3 separate regions of the Zea mays genome follow, and all the other regions are linked to region 1. Evidence: chromatin contacts called from public Hi-C data. All regions are on one chromosome and are shown on one strand. The core of a region is the stretch at or near the end of the contact, and the rest is flanking DNA. Distances in the headings are between cores, read along the strand shown.

Region 1 (2,630 bases), core at 67-2,566:
TTTTGCCCCCTAAAAGCCAAACCAAAAGAATGGATCCAGGAAGCAGTTTTTTTTTCTAAAAGCCGACATTCTCGCAATGCATAACTGAAAGCACCCTTGGACCTGCTCTTAGTGGCTTTCAGATGGAACTGTGAAAACATATATTGAAGAACTTTTAACGGCTTTTAGTGGTTATCACCAAACTGTTTTAGCTTTTAACGGCTCATAACCCTCATTAGCTTTATTACAGCTCACAACCCACGTCAGCTTTTTTCACAGCCACAACCCAACCAAACAAACCCTTAGCTAGCTAACAAATATCTAGCTAACTAGTAGCTAATTTACTAAAAGTAGCTAATAGATAAACTATTAGTTAGACTGTTAGAACGCCTCAGCTAATTTTAATAGCTAACTATTAATTTTAGTGTATTCAAACACCCCCTGGTAGCGATAGCCATGTTGGTAGAGCATTTGTCGACAAATTGCAATTGTATTTACACGCAGGGCCAGTTTGGTTGGTGCTAACCACGCTTAACCTTTGGTAAACAGTAGCTCGTGACACACTTTAGCATAAAAACGGGTCTACAACGGATGGTATATAGTGCTAAAAAAGTACGACACATTATGAGACGACTAAACCAAAAAAACTGCCAACATACCTATGCACTACTAACATGTGACATGATATTATCACATTATGGTTAAGGAACAAATAGGTTCGTAGTACGCTACTATATTAATATGGTCCCTCAAAATCATGAGTTTTTCTTCTAAAATCAAAATGTTTTTTCCCAATTTGGATACGAGTTTTAATTTTATATACTACCTCCGTTCTCAAATATATGTTATCCGTTAGTTTATTTATAAACTAAAATACGATAAATAAAAAATAACGAAAGGAATACATTTTGCCAACGATCATGAAATTTTGCATAAAGAAGAACTCTACTTTAATTGGAGCCTCCTTAGAATACAATATTTTTTCTATGACTTTTTATGCAAAAATAAACCGATGCAAATGAGATTTCTATCGAATTCTTATAATTTTTTTTGTGTTCTAGAAGTACTCTTAAAACCTAAAAATGCAGAGAGTACATATATGCAGATAATTACTATTCCATGGAGTCATCACATGTCATTGATTGATTGATATTGAAGAGGGAGACAGCGTCACGATGATGCGATGCACCCGCTGGGGTTGGGGGTTAGTTGATCCAACCCCCAACCATCTCTCCTTCCCTCCCATCTCCCAGTCAAATTCCATCTCTCTCCTCACCACACTCCTGTCCTGTTGTTGCCACATGCCAGTCTCCTCCTCATCACGCCTTCCGCCTTCTCTCTCTACCCGGCAGCTCTCTGGTCCACCGCTGCGGGCAGTTAAAAGCCCCCCGCTGGCGCGGCAGCTGCTGCAGGCAGCACAAGCGGCGTCGCCACGGCCCGGGGCGTACCACCACCTCCTTCTGTCGCGCCCCCCTCTCCCTTCCCGCGGTGGCTGGGAGGGAGCACGCGCTGCTGTAGCTCAACGGCACGCATTTAAGGCGCCCCTTGGATCGCACTGCTGCCCATATCCTACTCCTCCTTCCTCTCCTCCTCCTCCTCCCCCTCGGCGGCGATCGGCCGAACGCAAGCCACGCCTCTGCAACTGCGTGCGTACGTATAATCTCTCTCAGTTTTTCTCTGCTCCGTTTTCGCTGGCAGCTCAGCTCAGCTCCGCTCGGGATGTTCGAATTTTGCGTCGCGCCGTGCGCAGGCTGCCGTCCCCCAGCCCAATCCAGCTCACCAAATGCGATTTCTGGCAGCGCCGCCGGTACTAGATCGCTCCTGCTTCCCCAGCGGCGATTGGCACTCGGTTGGGTTTTTTTCTCGAGCAGGCTGTGGGCGTGTCAAATGGGGTTTGGGGAGGGAGAGATCCTACCTCTTGCGGGCGATCGGAACTTGTCAAGTACAGGAAGCTGTAGGTTTCCTTTTCAGTTTGGTCAGGGGAGCTTGTTGTTTTGTATTTTGGCGTTCGGAGGTTGGTCCCCTTTGTTTCGACTTTATTCACCTTTCGTGTTTGAACTCACATCTACTCTCGACTTTTCTCTCATCACATACATGGTCAACCTACTTACCTTTGCGACTGTGCTTAGTAAATCAAAAACTGTGTCCTTGCTCTCCCTATTCTGCTGGCGTTTATGCTCTATCACGATACAACCAGCTGGTGCAGAGCCATTTGATCTGCTTAAATAGCCAACTCTCTGCTACTAACTTGCTGTCATTTCCTCACGGTATTTGATAAACTATTGCTTGCCTGAATGAATTTGCACTAGTCTGATGATGAATGGGAGTAGCATCGTGGTAGTGATTTGTTGATATTCATCTAAGTACCGTCTCTCAGTAATCATAATTAATATACTAACAATCTGTTTCTTTTGCTCGTACCAGGTGGTCTGAACTTCACAGGGTGAAATAATGGCGGAGCCCTACCAACTGAACGGCATACTGAACGGGATGCCTAATTTGAGTCATCCATCCTCTCCATCAGAGGTCGATGAATTCTGTAAGGCACTTGGTGGTAACTCGCCAATACACAGCGTGCTAGTCGCTAACAATGGGATGGCCGCGGTCAAGTTCATGCGCAGCATCCGGATATGGGCCCTGGAGACCTTTGG
Region 2 (2,630 bases), core at 87-2,586, 180 kb before region 1:
TCAAACCAACGCAACTAAATACCCTTTAAACATATATGAAATATCTACGATGCTCACACATGTATAGAAAAACATGTTTACATGTAACTAATTTAGGTTCCAGATGATCAGCGAATTCATTATAGAAACTATTTGTTTCACTAAATCTAACTCTAACTTTGCTTTATATTGCAAAGTCTAGACAAGCTGCAAATCACCAAGCCTGTACAAGAGAAAATAAAATGAAACATAAAACACTCACATTGCACTGCGTGGTAGAATTAATGTCTTCTTGTATAACATTTTGCAATAACTTATCTTCCAATACTGCAGGTGCATGACTATTTAGGCCATATTTATCTTGTGCTGTGCAAGATTCTTGAAGAATTGCATCCTTCAACCAATTCTGTTTTCCATCATATATCCTATCTCGAATGCAACGAATATCTGGGATAAAAGACGCACCATTGACTTGATTCCCATCATGGACCATTCCAGAATTTACCATACATTCTTTCTACAAAACAAATGCAAAGACATAGTTGAAAGTGACAGTGAGGAATGTATACTAAATTACTAGTGAGGAACTTGTGCATGATGAATGAATAGAAATTTATATTGCCCAAAAAACATTGTTAATTCTAGATTTCTAGTGATCATATGATACTGCAGAAACAACTATTTGATCAGGCATCTATTGGAAACAATACTTTAAACTCTTAGTTGGACTAGGAAGTACAAATATTTCATCGGAAAAGTAACTATGTTTCATTCCATTAACATGTATATTCTTCTGATTTGCACGGATATTTCTATTTTATAAATATGTACTGGAATGATCTATCTGGAATTCAACATGAGGGGGGGCGGGGGGACTATATTTGAATGGGCCCGTTCCATTGAAGCATCTTTTACATCTCCCCTTCCTGTCATGTCTACCACTGTCATGTTTACCACAGATACTACTGAAATACAACAGCGAACAGACTCATCATTCCAAATAGCACTAGATAATTAAGTGACCATACAACAACATGCAACATTGTTCCATTTGATTAGAACAACCGAAATCTAACCAAGAAGATGACATTGACAGAGTAAACAGGGAGGCAAGTACATGTGTCGATGAGAGGAGGAACACCAACGCCTGCAGCTGGCTCCTGCTGAGGTTGAACTGCCCCACCCGTACCACCCCGTGGTGCTCAGCCACCCGGCCACAACCTGATCTTTCAGACCCACCAACTGCCCAGACCATCAAGAGACATAAGAAGAAACCAGCCACAGCGCCGACACCGGCGTGCGCTGCTTTCCCTCGCCGGCAGCCGCCGCCGCATTCCCCTGCTCCGTTCGGAACCATCGGGTGAGCAGACCTCGCTTCAACCACTAAAGCTACCAAAGAGGCTCAAGAAACAGCGCGTGGCGACACAGCGCAAGTGGTGCTGCAGCGAGTTGCAGGAGCCACATGAAGCACAAGAAAGAACCGAGGAGGCAAGTAAGTTGAGGATTTGAGATAGGCCAGCAGCGCGTCACCGAGCCAGCAATCGCATGCGGAGTCCGGAGAGAGGGGAGTGGGTGTTCTTGCTTGGCTTGTTGCTCGGTTCGAGGGGCCCGCACGGTCGCACGCTGTGAGCCAATCCAAGAACGGAGGAGGTTGGCTACTGCCGCGGCGCGAATGATTGCCCCCTCTGTCCAAGAACAGTGGCACGCCGGTGGGTCGGGGACCGGTGAACGGTGATCCAAGAGCCCACTCTGTCCAACTTTAAGCCACCGGAGCAAGTTGCAGCGCCGGTTGCTTTGCTGCTCCTGGTTTCTTGCACGGGTTTGGGGGTGTGGTGGGTGGTGGGAGGGGAAAGGCTGCAGCAGGAGCTGAAAAACAAAAGGCAGGAGCTGCTTGCTGGTAGAGAGAATAGCAGTGGTGAGCCACAACTGGATACAGGAGAGAAACGAGAAGAGAGAAGAGCAATGGTGTTGTTTATTACTCAGAAAAGCTGCTGTGCTATTGCTGTGGCAAGTACTAGAGGCTGTAGCTCTAGGCCTCTAGCTATCTTGGTGAGTCAGGGAGAGATGGTGACAACTCAAACCACGCCAATCCAGGCCAGCAACAACGAGCTGCAAAGAGGCGGTGTGGTGTGGGGTAGGGTGGTGAGGTGGAATGGAAATTTTGTGGGGAAAGGGTCGAAGGTCCACATCATTCTCACAACATCCTCTTTGCTCCCAACATTGGTTATTCATTGCGCTCCCAACATGGCTTGCAGTTTTTCTTTTCCTTCTCTTTCTTTCGTTGCTTGCAAGACAGGTCTAAGCAATGAAGTCATGTGTAAACCGTGCGAGTAATATATCAGGACAACCGCTTAGTTTACAACTAATGATGTTTGTTTGGGGTTTCAGTTGTAGACGCCGACATCTGCGTTCACATTCTGTATTGGAAAAAAAAGCACCTATTCTCTCTAAACAAAACATTTTACGTTCTTATATTTTGAAGAGTTAAATGTTTTTTTACTTTGACTTAATACACATAATGGAATATTAATATTTATATATAATTAATATTGTTTGTAGATCTTTAAATCTATTTTATAATAAAATTATTTGGTCATACAAATAATAGTGATATTTTTAATAAATCTAATTACATTTAGTAAATTTAACTA
Region 3 (2,630 bases), core at 44-2,543, 160 kb after region 1:
GGGGCTCGGCGTTCTTGACATCCATCGCTTTGCAAGGGCGCTGCGGCTCCGCTGGCTGTGGCGGGAGTGGGAGGTCCCAGAGGCCCCTTGGGCAGGGTTACAGACCCCTTGCAACGACACTGATAAACTACTCTTTGCAGCAGCCACGAGAATCGCAATTGGCGACGGCGCCAAGACCTCCTTCTGGCATTGCGCCTGGGTCAACGGTCGACGACCCAAGGACATTGCGCCTGACATCTTCGCTGCCTCCTCTGACTGCAGGCTCTCTGTTCGGGAGGCCTTGACTGACAGCACGTGGGTCAACCGCATTGATCTTCACGCGATCCACACGGCGGATCATCTAAAACAGTTTGTGGAGCTCTGGTCCTTCGCCCATTCGGTCTCCTTGGTGCAGAACACAGAGGATCGCATCGATTGGATCTACAACGCCTCCGGTGAATATTCTGCAGCCTCTGCTTACCGGATTCAATTCATGGGTCACACTTGTTCCAATCTCAAAGCCCTTATTTGGAAGCCATGGGGGCCATCGAAATGCAAACTATTCGCTTGGCTTATCATCCGCAACCGGGTTTGGACCTCTGATAGGCTCGCAGCTCGTGGATGGCCGCACAGTCCTTCTTGTCCGCTTTGCAAGCGGCACCCTGAGACAGCTCATCACATTATTGCTGGTTGCCGCTACTCGAGGAGAATTTGGGACGCCCTAGCATCTTGGCTCTCCATTGGCCCTTTAGCTCCAGCTACCTGGCCGGACTCTACTTCCATCAAGCAGTGGTGGTTTATGGTCGGCTCAGTCGCTGTGCCCAAAAAGGGAACGCGCTCCCTGCTCCTACTGGTGGTCTGGCACATTTGGCTGGAAAGGAACAACCGCACCTTCCAAAGGCAAGAGAGGTCAGTGGCAGATCTGCTATCAGCAATTAAGGCAGAGGCAAGGCTGTGGGGTGTCGCAGGTGCTAAGCACCTTCTTGCGCTTTTACCTATGCTGTAATTACGTAACCTCTATGTACCCTTCCTGCGGTGTCTCTTGGGCACTGCTTCACTCTCTTCTTTATTAATAGAAACGTGCACAATCTCGTGCCGTTCGTTCAAAAAAAAAATATATGCAATTCGAAACATCATACATGAGAATGAGAGTTCCACGCGTCTCCTCACGTAGAATTTTTTTCCGGTCTGGATTATTATTAATTTATTATACAAATTAAGGAGTATCCATGCTCCGATTCGTTGAGCAAAGTGGAAAAATCCATCAACGCCATACTACATGGCCTAAATTTAGAAAGCATGGTAGAAGAGACAAGTGGTTAGGCGGCCAGGCCACTGGCGAAACCGCGCGCGACCGCTCGTTTAGTGGTCGCGCTGCTCCCGCGGCGCGCCCCACGTGGACGCCGCGCGCAGCTATATAATGGTGGATTAACCCTAGGAACCTGTTGGGTCCGCGCAATCGTCGACTGCTGCTGCGTTCTGTTCCGTTCGGAAGATGTTCTTGGAGAGCTTCCGGGTGGAGAGCCCGCGGGTGAAGTACGGCGACGGCGAGATCCAGTCGGAGTACCGCTACGACACCACCGAAGTCGTCCCGCCGGGGAATGGCGGCGGCGCGGGGTGGGTGGTGCGCCCAAAGTCCGTCACCTACAACTTCAAGACCAGCACCAACGTCCCAAAGCTGGGGTGCGAAGAACCAACAACTCATCGATCCGGCCGCCTCCATATATAGATAGATCGATCGATCGTCGATCGATCATAAACGATTGACTAATAATCGTGCCGTCGTCGTTTCATTCCAAATGATCGATGCATTGGCTGCAGGGTGATGCTCGTCGGATGGGGCGGCAACAACGGGACGACGCTCACGGCCGGGGTGATCGCCAACAGGGAGTAAGTTGATGATCCAATTAGCTGCAATGCCACTTCCACCATGTTCCATCCGTATTGCAATATTATTGTTCCACGATTCGGACGATGGTGTTTTCTTGCAGAGGGATTTCGTGGGAGACGAAAGAGAAGGTTCACAAGGCCAACTACTTCGGCTCCCTGACCCAGGCTTCCACCATCAGGGTCGGCTCCCACAACGGGGAGGAGGTCTACGCGCCTTTCAAGAGCCTCGTGCCTATGGTGATCCTGCTCTCTCCCCCCTGCACCTCCTCTTCACTCGATTCACGTCACAATCCATGAACGCACATGAAGATTATCCCGTATTTAATTATGTGTAATTTTCCTCGATAAAAAAAAGTATCAGTTTTGCTGTGTCGACACTGTGATGTACGCAAATCCCTTTAATTTCTTCAATAATAGCCATATTCTATTGCTTGGATCATGCATGCAGGTTGACCCCAACTCTATCGTGTTTGGTGGATGGGACATCAGCAAGCTGAACATGGCCGACGCCATGGCCAGGGCCAAGGTCCTAGACTTTCACCTCCAGAAGCAGCTCAGGCCCTACATGGAATCCATGCTGCCACTCCCTGGCATTTTCAACCCAGACTTCGTCGCCGCAAACCAAGGTGCCCGTGCTGACAATGTCATCAAGGGCACCAAGAAAGAGCAGGTGGAGCAGATCAAGAAGGACATCAAGTACTTAAATCCTACTCAAAACATACAACACTGACAAAAAAAAGCATAATATATAGTACTCCTGT

What was found. A called contact is a pair of places that touch in the nucleus more often than the background predicts.
Region 2: a contact with region 1 is called in a Hi-C map of leaf, with 4 times the contacts expected there. The contact joins the promoter of LOC541642 here to the promoter of LOC100193636 in region 1. A contact is called at or near these places in 2 of 25 Hi-C or Micro-C datasets (endosperm and leaf).
Region 3: a contact with region 1 is called in a Hi-C map of endosperm, with 2.8 times the contacts expected there. The contact joins the promoter of LOC100381529 here to the promoter of LOC100193636 in region 1. A contact is called at or near these places in 7 of 25 Hi-C or Micro-C datasets (ear, endosperm, leaf and 2 more).

Annotation. Positions count from the first base shown.
Region 1 is chr5:40,078,732-40,081,361 of Zm-B73-REFERENCE-NAM-5.0, reverse strand. LOC100193636 reads left to right here and starts at 1,316. Exons shown (of 32, transcript NM_001358855.1): 1 at 1,316-1,629; 2 at 2,404-2,630. The coding sequence starts at 2,431.
Region 2 is chr5:40,259,013-40,261,642 of Zm-B73-REFERENCE-NAM-5.0, reverse strand. It overlaps LOC541642 (histidine kinase 3), which reads right to left and starts at 1,336. Exons shown (of 13, transcript NM_001111397.1): 1 at 1,097-1,336; 2 at 242-496. The coding sequence starts at 1,336.
Region 3 is chr5:39,917,173-39,919,802 of Zm-B73-REFERENCE-NAM-5.0, reverse strand. LOC100381529 reads left to right here and starts at 1,293. Exons shown (of 10, transcript NM_001361440.1): 1 at 1,293-1,662; 2 at 1,801-1,869; 3 at 1,971-2,106; 4 at 2,318-2,565. The coding sequence starts at 1,475.